Regions from separate parts of the Mus musculus genome. Here region 2 is linked to region 1. The links are chromatin contacts, called in public Hi-C maps. All regions are on one chromosome and are shown on one strand. The core of a region is the stretch at or near the end of the contact, and the rest is flanking DNA. Distances in the headings are between cores, read along the strand shown. Region 1 overlaps Sh3pxd2a (SH3 and PX domains 2A). Region 2 overlaps Stn1 (STN1, CST complex subunit).

What was found. Hi-C and Micro-C count contacts between places; a contact is called where the count stands out from the background.
Region 2: a Hi-C map of uterus shows a contact between it and region 1. The contact joins two enhancer-like sites. A contact is called at or near these places in 1 of 15 datasets of contacts at CTCF or cohesin (CD8 T cells), 10 of 484 Hi-C or Micro-C datasets (the CH12 cell line, the HL-1 cell line, bone marrow-derived macrophages and 7 more), 6 of 115 datasets of contacts at active chromatin or transcription factors (astrocytes, embryonic fibroblasts, embryonic stem cells and 2 more) and 4 of 9 other capture datasets (adipose tissue, embryonic stem cells, liver and 1 more).

Annotation. Positions count from the first base shown.
Region 1 is chr19:47,384,638-47,390,852 of GRCm38.p6, reverse strand. All of the region lies in intron 3 of Sh3pxd2a (SH3 and PX domains 2A), which reads left to right. Among named protein-coding and RNA genes, the nearest start is that of Gm36885, 40 kb to the left of the region's middle. Within about 2 kb of position 2,737, at least 28 of the 459 cell types and tissues checked have an H3K27ac peak or open chromatin away from gene starts, as enhancers often do. A contact at or near this core is called in adipose tissue and uterus, where this site is marked.
Region 2 is chr19:47,505,257-47,511,471 of GRCm38.p6, reverse strand. Stn1 (STN1, CST complex subunit) reads left to right here. Exons shown (of 10, transcript NM_175360.3): 8 at 1,015-1,137; 9 at 3,594-3,666. Among named protein-coding and RNA genes, the nearest start is that of Gm19557, 4.6 kb to the left of the region's middle. Within about 2 kb of position 2,476, at least 212 of the 459 cell types and tissues checked have an H3K27ac peak or open chromatin away from gene starts, as enhancers often do. A contact at or near this core is called in adipose tissue and uterus, where this site is marked.

The sequences.
Region 1 (6,215 bases), core at 1,488-3,987:
GACTTTCTTTTATAAAATACCCTTCCCTCCCTTCTTTTTGAAATAGGGTCTTGTCTTAGGGTTTCTATCGCTATGCTAAAACACCATGACCAAAAACATCTTGGGGAACAAAGTTTAGCTTATAGCTGGCAGGTAACTGTCCCATCACTGAGGGGGTCAGGACAGGAATTCAAGCAGGATGGGAACCTCAAAGCAGGAAGGGAAACAGGCTGTGGGAAAACACTACTCACTAGCTTCTAATCCAGGACTTGTTCGCCTGCCCCCAGGACCAACTGCCCAGGGGAACAATTGACTATACACACACACCCTCCACCTGCCTACCACATTTATAACTGATTAAAATGTCCGGTAGACTTGCCTAAAGACCAGTCTTACAGAGGCACTTTCTCAATTGTGGTTTCTTCTGTTCTGATAACTCTAGTTAGTGCCAAGTTAACAAAACCAACCAGGATAGGCCTGCCGGAGCCTGTACTACTCTGAGCTTGCCGTGTAGCTAAGGATGACTTTTCAACTCTTTCCCTTCTTGCCTTTGCCTCCCGAGTGCTGGGATTACAGGGATGCACGACTGTACCTGGCTTTAACTTTTAATTTTGAAATAATTACATGCTCATGAATTGTTGCAAAAATACCAGGCACCATACTCCCTCTCTGGCAGTTCCAACAACTGCGGAGTAGGTAGCTTTGTTACATTGTAAGGAGGGTCAGGCCAGACATTCTCCACCACCAAATTACTTCCCACAGTTTTTTTTCTTTAAAATTATGTGCATGTGCATGTGTGTGTGTGTGAGTGTCAGTCTGGCGTATGCATGCAGTGCCTCCGTCAGATTGCCCTGGAACTAGAGTCAGAGGCAGTTGTGAGCGGCGCAGCATGGGTGCTGGGAACTGAACTTGGGTGCTGTGCTCTGAACGGCCGTGCACCTTCTTCAGTCCTGGGACATCTTAGATAAATAAGATACTGAGTATGTTATCAAAAGCAGAGTATTACTGTTGGCACCTTAATTGAGCTTGCCGGTTGCCCTGAGCGACTGATTTTCGTATGAAGCATATGGAAATGCTAGTGAGTGTGCATGGCAGCTGGCCGGGGAGGAGGGCAGCTGCCCATGCGAAGCTACTCCACAGTCAAGTGCCAGCACTGCTGTTTCCAGCAAAGAGCTATGGGAAGAACTTGATTTGTGTGAAGAAACTGGCTTGAAGCCTCCTAAACAAATTCTGTGGGATAAATGCCACCATTTCAGTTGCCCTCGATGGGTTTTTAGTTTTTTTGTTTGTTTGTTTTGGTTTTTTTTTTTTTTTTGGTTTTTTGTTTTATTTGAAATAAGGTCCCTCGATGTAGTCCTGATTGTCCTGGAATTCGTTGTATAGACCAAGCTGGCTCCAAACTCACAGAGATCCTCCTGCGTCTGCCTCCCCAGTGATGGAAATTCAAGGCACGTGCTACATGTTTTATTAAAAAGAAGCCTATGTGCCAGGCGGTGGTGGCGCACGCCTTTAATCCCAGCTCTCGGGAGGCAGAGGCAGGCGGATTTCTGAGTTCAAGGCCAGCCTGGTCTACTGAGTGAGTTCCAGGACAGCCAGGGCTACACAGAGAAACCCTGTCTTGAAAAACAAGACAAACAAACAAAAAGAAATATGTGATAAATTGTTACAATACCTCTGAAAGAAAGTTCTTGAATTGAGGTGGTGCTTGCATGTTAACCCATCACTCTATGAGGCTGAGGCAGACGGATGATAGTTCAAGGTTAGCCTGAACTACATATGAGTTCAAGGCCAGCATGGATCATGTATTGAGATACTACTAGTAGTCATGATAATATCATTTATTGTTATTATTAATTATTATTAATAGAATCTGTGGCCTCTGGGTTGCTGAAAACTGGACAGATCTGGAGCTGGGAGACTAGGAAGTCACCTTGACCTCAGGCTTTAGGGATAGGAACAGCGTTGTAGAAAACTGTGAATGGATCAAAGTGTGGTATTACAAGCCTGTCCCAGCACTTAAGCAGCAGAGGCAAGGGGATCAAGAGTTCAAGGCCAACCTGGGCTATGAAGTGAGATCAAGACCAGCCTGGGCTACATGTGACATGGTCTCAAAAAAAAAAAAAAAGCAAAACCAAATAAACAAACAAACCCACACAGGGTATCTGGTCGCACCCTATTTGTGAGCCAGTTTATCTTACTGACTTCATGGCTAACCGTGTAAAATATAACATTCTTGAATCAGAGACGTCAGACTTTATTACAGTCCACGTGAGTGGCGGGGGCATCTTTACATCTGTTCTCCCTCCCTCCAAGTTTCTGTGAGGTGACAAGATTGTCTTGAGACGTCATGTGCACGTGCCATGGGCTGCAAACTAGGAAGGGAGCCTAGACATTGGAGACATTAGGGAACCCTCATTTTTATTACAGGCAGGAAGCAAACCTGTTTTTTTTTTTTTAAACCATGGGGGGGGGGGGACACAGGCTGTTATCTCTGGAAAGATAATCCAAAACAAAAAGTCTGCTGCCTGTTTAGGAGGCCTCCACCTGTGGCAGTTAGAGAGCCAGGGACAGTAGTCTCCAGGGTATATCCGGCTCTGCTTGGAGGGGTAGGCAGAAGTGTTTTTTGGGTACTTACCTCTTGATGCAGCCTGAAGTTTACATGGAACTCTCTGCCTTGTTTGAAAAGACTACTGTGGAAAACCCATCTCCTGTTGCCCATCCTGGGGCTGGAGTCTATTTCCTGTATATCCTGAGTTTGCTGGCCCAAGGAGCCTCCGGGGGAGGAAATGGTCACTGCAGAGCAGGGAGGAGTGTATATAGCCACTGATGTAAAAAGCAAACAACTGTGACCAGGGCCCAGGGACCTCAGAAGCCAGGCAGTGGAGCAGAAAGAGCTGTGCTTAGTCTGCCCAGGTGATGCTAGGGTCACCTTCAACTTACGAGCTGTCTGTGACTCTATGCCAGCTCACTTTACCTCTGGCCTCCAGAAAGCCCTGTGGTCCTGAGGACTGAGTCAGCCCCCTCCCAAGGCCCCTTGCATCTCCTGGTGAATGAGATTATGGAGCTATAAGATGGCTTGGGCCACCAAGCAACCCCATAACTATAAACAAGGTAGGGACCGGCAGCCTGAAGGCTGCATGCTGACCTCTTTGGCTCACAGGATGGTATTTTTAGACAGCAGCCGTGCTCGCTCCTTTTGTACTGGCTGGACAGTTTACATACCAGTTCCTCAATGAAGAGGCCGTTTGGAGCCAGAGTGCAGGAGTGTGCTAGGTGAACCAGAGACCCTGGCTTATGTCTCCCTTACCCAGGAGCCCTGTGCAACAGATCCGGTGTTTATTCAGCACTAAAGGAAGCAGGGGGGAGGGACAGGTTTTAGCCTGAGGAGGGCTGACCCTCTTGCTTAGGTCTAGATGTTTCCCTTCGTCTCCACCAGGCACTAGTCTAAGAAGCCTTTCCCCAAAGGATCTGGGAGCCAGGACAAGCAATGACTGGGCTCTGGCAGGGACGTGACATCTAAGAAGTTTCCAGACCCTGCTGGTAGCCTGAAATGGCAGGGGAAAGACAGACTTCTGTGATGAGGATAGGACAGACAGTGTCTTCTGGGAACACTGAGGTATAAAAGCTGTCAACAGAATTACAGGCCTAAATCATGCACCTCCATACTTCTGGGAAGCGCTGGGTCTCCTCTTGTAATCACAGCTCCCACTCTGTAAGCTGAGGCCCGTGGCTCCCAAAGCCCGCTGTAAGCGTAAGCGTGCTGCTCTGAGCTTGGCTGTGTTCATCCATTCCTTTCCTGCCGCAGGTATTTAATCAAGCACCTACTGTGTGCCGGGATCAGCTATAGGCACTTACATAGCCAAGAACAAGAAGGCAGGCTACTGCCAACAGGAAGTTTATCTTCTGGTGGGGGTGTGGGGATGGTCCAGAAAACAAATAAATGAGCAATTCCCAATCGTGACAGGAATCAGGAAGAAACAGAACTGTGAGTGAGGTGGCCCAGGTCGTCTGAGATTTGTTAGCCAAGAAAGGCCTCTGCAGAGGTGACATCTGAACTGAGGCAGGCATGGGCAGGTCAGGGTCCAGGGATACCAGGCTGGGAAGATGATCCAAGGGGGACTAAGGACTGTGTGTGAAAATCAGCATGAAGCAGTGGAGAAGGGGCCAGCTGAGCACTGAGAGAGTTGGGCAGATTGAGGTGGGACCAAGAAGGCTACCCCTGAAGAGGGGTACCAGCTCCACAGGAGCGTGTGATCGGTGAGAGCCCTCCGTGTCCAGGCAATGTGACAGGCCCCAGAGGCTTCCAGCCCCAGGTCCCCAAGGTCTACGCAGGCAGCGATTTCACAGGGGGTCTTTCTGCTCTTGAAAATGAATGTGGATCGGGCCCTAAGCCCTGCCCCTACTGCATCTGCACTTTCAGGGCCAGGAAGAACTAGCCACTTTGTCTGAATTTTCTGTTTCCTTTATCCCTTGCTTAGAGCTCCCTTCAGAAGGGAGTCAGCCTCCCGAGCACCTGCCCCAGGTCTGTAGTCCTGGGCTGTCTCCCAGGACTCTTCCCAACAACGTTCGGTTGAAGCAGATGCCCACACTCTCGGACAGCCCGGGCCATTGGACATGCAGGAAGTGTGCTCTAGCCTGGAAGCAGCCTTGAGGTGCAGCCCGGTCACTACTCATGTCTGTAGCTCCATAATTAAGCTAAGCCACCAGCCCTCCCCTTGCTTGCTGGCAACACCATCCAAAGTGATGGGTGTGACTTCAGGCCCCTGTCACACTCATGACCTTCCCCACCCTTTCAGCCTGGAAATAAATAATTTCCTTATGGAAGCCCAGCGTTCTTTTACAAGGTCAAACCGTTTTCCTCTGTGCTTAGAGATAACAGTTACATGCCGGTGTCCCCGGGAGTGGTGGTGTCGGCAAACTCACATTCAAACAAAGTTACTCGGCCTAGGTTTGATGGTGTCAGAGGGGAAACTAAGGCAGGAGAAGGGAGATGGGCTTCATGGGGTCTGTGAGAGCAGGGATGGACTAAGCTGAGCCTGCAATGTCGGGCCACACAGAGTACAAGGTAGGGAAGGGAAGAAGGCTGATGACCTCCACAGGGTTGAGCAGAGCAAGTCCCCAGAGGTCATGCTACGGGCTGGGGACTTATCCCTTCTCGCTGAGATGTTTTAGGCCGAGAGATTTCTGTCTTGAAAGGCTCCTTCAGTGTGGCATGCGGAAAGACTGGAGGTGACTAGGCAGGCAAGGGATGAAGGCGGCTTGGGAGAAGCCGAGGGAAGAAGACAGTTCTCAGGTGTATATTACAGGGAGCATCAGTTAAGGACCGCAGGTGGGGGTCAGGGAGGGGTCAAGGGTGATGAGGTCATAGATCAGGGTCAGGGTCAGCCCTGGTCAAAATATAAACCAGCATGTTACAATGGCCCCATTTCAGACCTACCCTGTGTTTACCATAAAGGGGGAAGAAGATGGCTTCCTCTCCTCTCCCTTCTGGTAGCCACTGCCTTTGGAACGTTTGAAAGGTGCTTTTGTGACTATGTTGTTCAGTTGGCAGAGTACTTCCCTGGCACTCACAAAGTCCTGGGTTTGATTCCCTGCACTGTGTGCGCTGGGTGTGGTGGTTGTGTGCCCGTTGTCCCAGCACTCAGGAGGCAGAAAGATAGAAACTTAGGCTCATTCTCAGCTACATAGCAAGCATGAAGCTAGCCTGGGTCACCCTGACTGGACCCAGGCCCAAAGACAGAGCCCCAGCCTTCCCTCTCCTCTGGCAGGGTCTGAGTTGGCTCTTAGGGTCCCATCCTACCATATAAAGTGACTCACCATTCATCCCGGGCTGCCTGGCATCATCAGACCCTGGAAACCCCCAAACCCCAATACTGGCATCCACTGAAGAGGCTTAGGCTGTCAGGCTGCCTGGTCTCCAAACCACAGATCGGGCCGAGGGGGGTTGGCATGGCCTGAAGATAGAGCCTGTTCACCTGAATGAATGTGCCTCCAGGAGACTGGGAGGAGCCTGGGCCAGGCTGTTACACCAGGTTTATCTCTACCATCACAGGCTGAGTAGCCCAGAGGAGAAAGTCCTATCTGTTTCCCCCTGGGACAGAGCACAAGGTACCAGGTTTCACCTTAGAGAGAAAGAGCTTGGAAGGGTTTGGGGCTCAGATCTGCTCTTAAACCTGGGGTTCCTTCTCAATGCTACTACTGGTCTGAGTATAAAACACGACTTAGAGGGTGTGTGT
Region 2 (6,215 bases), core at 1,227-3,726, 120 kb before region 1:
TTTTGAAGAAGCTTAGAGCAGAAGACTGTTTCTGTGTAGTGCTGTATATTTAAAAAGAAACTGATCTGTCGCTGTATTTGTTTCTCTTTGAAAACGATTTCTTCCATCAATTATGAATCAGTTGGTCAAATTGCCCTGCTTGGGATGTCAGTGTCCCTCAATTAATAGCGCCCTGGGAGACTGCAGATGCTCGGGCGATGCAGAAACCCGAGAGCCCTGGGCGCCCTGTTGTCACTCATGGCTGCTCACTTCCCCGTCTCTCCCTTCTGATTTTTTTTCTAACCGTCGCCTTTCTTAGCAAATCCAGAAACATGATAAGCAGATCTTACAGGACCATTGTTTCTCTGACAGCTAGATGAATGCTGACTATGTTTGGGCGGGCAGATTATATATATTTCAGGAAGCCACCCAGTTCCTGGCCTGAGCACCAAGTCGCTGCTTCAGTCTGTGAGCAATTTTGGTTTCCTGAACCGTGCGTGTCTGTCATTGTTCTTTTGAAAGTGACGAGCAAAACACAGATCTCAGTCCCGGAAGCGGCTGGCTTGTCAGAAGGGACCCCTGGTGTCCTTGCTCTCAGGACTGTGGCCTTTGAAACAGGCTAGGCAGCACATCCTGAGGCCGCGAGGCAGTCTCTGGAGAGGATGCGTCCTGTATTGTTTGCAGTTCCTGGGAGCTGAGCTGCAGTTGGCTCCCTATGGCTGCGAGTGCTTTCCCTGCTGACCCGGCCTCTCAGAGGAGGGAGCTGATGCTCATGGGAAAGATCGCCCAGCAGCCTGGGGGCAAAGCCGTGATCAGTCAGAGCAGAACCCAAGTTCAGCACAGTTACCAAGTGTGACCCTCCAGAGCAGACTTCTGACCCTGCCTAAATGCCGGCCTGCTCAGCTGACGCATGCCTAGAGCACGCTGACTCAGCACAGGAAAAGCCTGTTGGGTGAATTCATAATAAACCAGTTGGGCTTGGGAGTTAGTCGCAGGTAATGGAAGATGAGACATTTCTTTTTCTTCCCTGTGCAGGTGGAGTTAAAGGACAGTGGCACTTCTGGCGTAGCGCAGAGAGTGTTTAAGAATGCTCTCCAGCTGCTTCAGGAAAAAGGACTCGTGTTCCAGAGAGACAGTGGCTCTGATAAGCTGTACTACGTAAGAGACCTGCAGCCTAGTTTCCCCTCATGGCTTCCGTTACAAGTACAGTTAGGCTTAGGAATAGTACCAGTTTCTAAGACAGTGAGTCGGGGTGAAAGCGACCTCTTACCCTTTCACAATGTAACTGTTTCCTCCAGTGAAACAGTCTGACTCTGTAAACCCAGGCTGACCTTGAACTCCTAATCTCCTGGCTCCACCTCTCCACGGCTGGGATTGTAGGTGTGTGCCACTACTCCGGATCCATGCTGCCACTTGAAGCCCAATGGCCGTCTAAATATTTATCTGTACATTGACAGATATACAAGCACGTCCCTATGGCTTTTTTAAGAAAGGAAGGAAGGGTAGGGGAAGGGGGAACGGAAGGGAAGGGAGTAAGAGTGAGTGAGCTATCTTCTAATTGAGAAGGCCTCATCCTCAGAGCTCCTGGTGCAGATGCTGATGCACTGGAGACTGTCCTGTGTCTTCCACCAGCATCCCTGGCCTCTCACACTAAATGCCACTAGCACCTAGTATGTTGTGACAATCAGAAATGCCTTCGGGCATCACCAGATGTCCCACTGCTGTGAAGAGTGCTCCGCACAGCCTGCAGTGCCACCGTCTGTCCCTGTGCCCGTGTGTCCCGGCACCTGCGAGTCTGCCTCACTCTTTCTGACCAGGAGTATTTACCAGAACTTTCTAGCCATTCCTTTGTGACGGACGGACGGACACTACGGTTGTACGACTTTTGCTGTCACAAATAGTGTTTCCTGACTCGATCTGTGTGGCTCTCTGTGTGAATCTGTGTTGGTATTTCCAAGGACGGCTCACGCAGGAGAGCGCCCGGAGCAAAGGACACTTTAGTTAAAGCTTTCAGGTAACTCCAGTCTGCCTCCCTGAAGGCCTTGCTTGCCAGCCTCCCTTCTGAGGAACGGGACGGCTGCTTGCTTGCCTCCATCTTTTCAAGGTAGAAGTCTGCCTCTTGCTGCATGCCTTTGATGTTGGAGGCAGTAAGCTGAGAGAGGACCACTCGTGTCCAGAGCGGAGAAGTGGCTTCAGAATAAGATGAGAGCTCTGGAGACAGGCTGCTGGGCCTGCCTGCTTGCAGACTCGCTAGAGGTCTACTTAGCAGGTCATTTCCTCTGTGGAGAGGCCCAGGTTTTATTTATTTAAGTAGGAGGGGTTTTCCACAGTGTTGAGAGGTAAGCCAGTATAACACAGTGCTGTCCACTCATCCCGGGATGGGAGGGGCCAAGCAGGACATGGCGGCCATTGTCACACTAAGTTCAGCTGGAGCCCTCTTAGAGATTTGTGCCTCCTTCTGTTCTGGGTTGGCTTCTGTGAGGGTCTGTCTGTAGAGAGCAACCCTCCCTGGGAAGCAGCCAGGGCAACTGCAGCTGCCCAGGGCGAGGTGTGGCAGGGTTGGGCACTTCCTCTTGTGAATGAATCACCCTGAGCTGGAAGGGGTAGTCAAACAGGAATAGATCCCACGGCCCCTTCTGTGGCTGACCCCTCCCTTCCACTCATCCCTGATTTGTGGCTTTCCTTTCTCCTGAAGCCCTGCTGGGGACATAGTTACAGCAGAGCCCAGAGCTCTGTTTGCACCCATGGTTGACCTTCACACTAATCTTGTGAGTCCGAAGTCATCAGGTCTCACGGGCGGCCATGGCTGTTTCCTGTACCCAGTTCTTCAGCTGTGTTCCCATGCTTAGACTTGGCTCTTCCTCCTTCCTCTTTCTTCTCTCCTTTTACACACTCCTTCCTTCCTTCCCTCTTCCCCTTTCTTCTCTTCCTCCCTCCCTCCCTCACCTTCTTTTTCTTTTGCTTCCTCTCCCTCCCCCCCTCTCTGCCTCTCTTCCCTCTTCCCTTCCCTCTTCTCCCCTCTCTCTTCTCTAGTGTTATTAAATTTACTGCCTGTAGCTGAGGGTGAAGCCTGCTGCTAGTTGAGAAACATGGTTGTGGGTGTGCCTACAAGAGCAGAGAGCGTTTCTGTAGATAAGCTGGATTCTCTAGCTTGCTGGCTTCCCCATGCCCATTTCTTCTTTAATTCTTCCTTGTGCTTAGAAGAAGAGGAACTAAAGAAATATAAGACAAGAAGGGGACCGAGAGGAAGAAGGCTGGGACAGGGAGGAAACTTTGAACCTGCGGGAGCTCCTTCAAAAACACTGGGCAAGGAAGAGGAGTGTCTGTCTGAGTGGCCACAGTGTAGAAAAGGGCAGTTGCCCCTTCAAGGCACAGGGTTCCAGTTATGCTTTCCCTTCTGGCCCCAACAAACCAGCTCCTGAGAGAGCTGTGTCCTTAGGGGCAGAGCGGAGCTGCAGCGGCCACCACGCATCAGAATCACTGAGGGAGGGCGTATGGGGGAGGCTTGTCGTTGCTATGGGATTTGTAGAACCGCCTCGAAGGCTGGTCTTGAGTTCTGAGTGACACACTGCTGTGTTCTCAAACCACGTTTCCTCTCTGGATTCTCCTTTTAGGTAACCACCAAAGACAAAGACCTGCAGCAGAAGATCTACCACATCATTAAGGAAGACTGTCAGAAACCAAACCGTAAGTGTTTTGTGATGGTGAGCCGGTGCGCCCAGGGTTCCTTCCCTCCTAGACAGAATCAGGATGCTCTGTCCTGACTCAGGAGGGAGACAGCCAGGGCTTCTGTCCTCCGAGACTCATTGTCCTCTCCTCTATGTCGTGTTGCCTGGGCAGAGGAGTCAGCATGTGGGGCTCCTTTAAACAGCCCTGGGGTGTCCGGTCCTGTAGGGATAAGCTGGAGGCCAACCACCAAGCTCTCCCTGAGATTCGGGCACACTGAAGTGAACCACCACGCTCGGCTCTGAGATGCGCTCGCTGCTTCTGGTCCCTGGTTTGTCGCCCATGTTTACCACTGCCTCTGAATGTAATGTCAACATTCACTCTCTTCTCAAACATCAAGGCTTTTCAGTTTCAGGCAGGACGGCTCTTAGACATTACAGTTCATGAATAACGAAATCCAGTCATCTCAAGAAACCCTTGAGTTATAAATGAAATGGCTTAGAAAAATAGTGCCGGTTTGTGGAGTTAGGTCGGCCCCTAGTGGCTGGACACTCAAACTACATCTAGTCTGATAACTCGCATATCAATTCACCCTAATTACAAAGAAAGCATCCGTCTTATCATGAGTCTGTATGAACTTGTGAGTCTTCAAGGTGACCGTCCAGAGCCTGGCTTTTGCAAACATATGCCAATGACAAATACTTATGTCACCATGATCCTAGGAGCAGAAAGGGTTGTTAGCCCTGGGTCCCCTTCCTATTTTTATTCTCTCTGGAGAAGTCTTTCACTCCTTTCAGACCCAGAAGGAAAGGCTGGGTCTACAGACAGGTAGAGGGAGGCCAGGTCATCTACCCTGTGGTTTAGGACCCAGTGAGATCAGAACCAATAGGGTGCCACAATCAGACAAGAAAGAAAGAAAGGAAGGAAGGAAGGAAGGAAGGAAGGAAGGAACGGAGGAAGGAAGGGAGGGAGGGAAAGGGAAGGAAAGAGCGAGCCCCAAAGCAGTCCTGTTACGGTAGTAATGGATGCTGTTTGGCTCATTCGTAGCAGGGATGGAGCAGCACAGGCAGGCATGGTCGCATGGACCTGTAACCCCAGCCCTGGGAAGGCCGAGGCAGGAGGTCAGCCAGGGTTAACACAATGAGATGTGCTTTCTTTCTCCCCCTGCCCATACCCCTCTATTTCACCTTTCTTTTTCCCTCCCCCTTCCTGTGTGTATGTGTATGTGTATGTATGTATGTGTGTGTGTGTGTATGTGTGTGTGGTATGTGTGTGTGTGTATGTGTGTGTATGTGTGTGTGTGTTATATGTACCTGGTGTATGTGCATGGAAATGAAAGGAAGACTTTAGATGTCCTCTATCCCTTTCTGCCCTTCTCTCTCTGTCTCTGTCTCTCTCTCTTTCTAAAAACTGCTTTATTTATTTATATTCCAAATCTTACCCTCATTCCTGGTCCCTCCTCCAAGAGTTCTTCACCCCCACCCCCCACCCCACCCCTGCCTCTGAGCGAGTGCTCCCCATCTCACCCTCTCACTCCCCCTACCTTACCTTTCCCCCCCGCAACCCTCCTTCCCTGGGGCACCCAGTCTCTACCTGTACACATCCTCTCCCATTGAGGCCAGGGGCCATGGACCAGGCCATGTATGCTCATATATGCTCACTGGTTGGTGGTTTAGTCTCTGGGAATCCCCAGGGGTCCCAGATACAGTTAGTTGACACTGTTGTTCTTCTTGTGGGGTTGCCACCCCCTTCAGCTCCTTCAGTTCTTCCCCTGTCCTATTCTTTTAAGACAGACTTGTCACTGAGCATGGAGGAAGGCTGGCAGCCAAGGTGCTCCAGCTGTTCTCCTGTGCCTACCCCTCCCTCCCCACATTCACACAGTGCAGGGGTTACAGGCGCTCCTGCAGCCGTGCCTGGCTGATTTTACATGGGTATCAGAGATTTGAAATCTCAGGTCCTTAGGCTTCCAAAACAAGGTGCCTCTCCAGCCCACAGACTGTCGCAACAAAGCAAAACCAATAGGCAGCCTCTCTGTCTGCTGCTTTGTGAGAGCCTCAGCCAGAACGGATGGTCCCAAAATGCCATTCCTCCACACTGAATCCCAGGCCCCTCAGCCGCCGCATTCTTAGATTGATGCACATTGGGACTGCAGCGCTTTATAGCCTGGCACCCGTAAAGTAAACGAAAGGGGTCCACACTCCATCCTCGGAAGGAGTGGCTCCGTGGGTGGCAGTGCTTGCTCTGAAAGCCTGATTATCAGAGTTCAGGTCCTTGGAACACACAGAAAAGTTGGGTTCAGTGGCACACACCTGTGTTCCTAGCACCCCTCTAGCAAACTGGGAGGCAGGTACGAAGCTCATGGGCCAGGCCAGCTAGCGTGGAACACACAGTGCAGCAGCAGAAAGCAGCAAGATGGACGGCAAGAAGCAGCTCCCTAATTCATATCCGTGCCGTGGCACGTGCACACATGCACCCCAATAAAATATTTAAAAGAGACTTAAAAAAAAGTGACAGGTTTTATATACACTGGTTGGTCAGCCCCTGCCCGGGCAACTGAGCCTACCATGGTG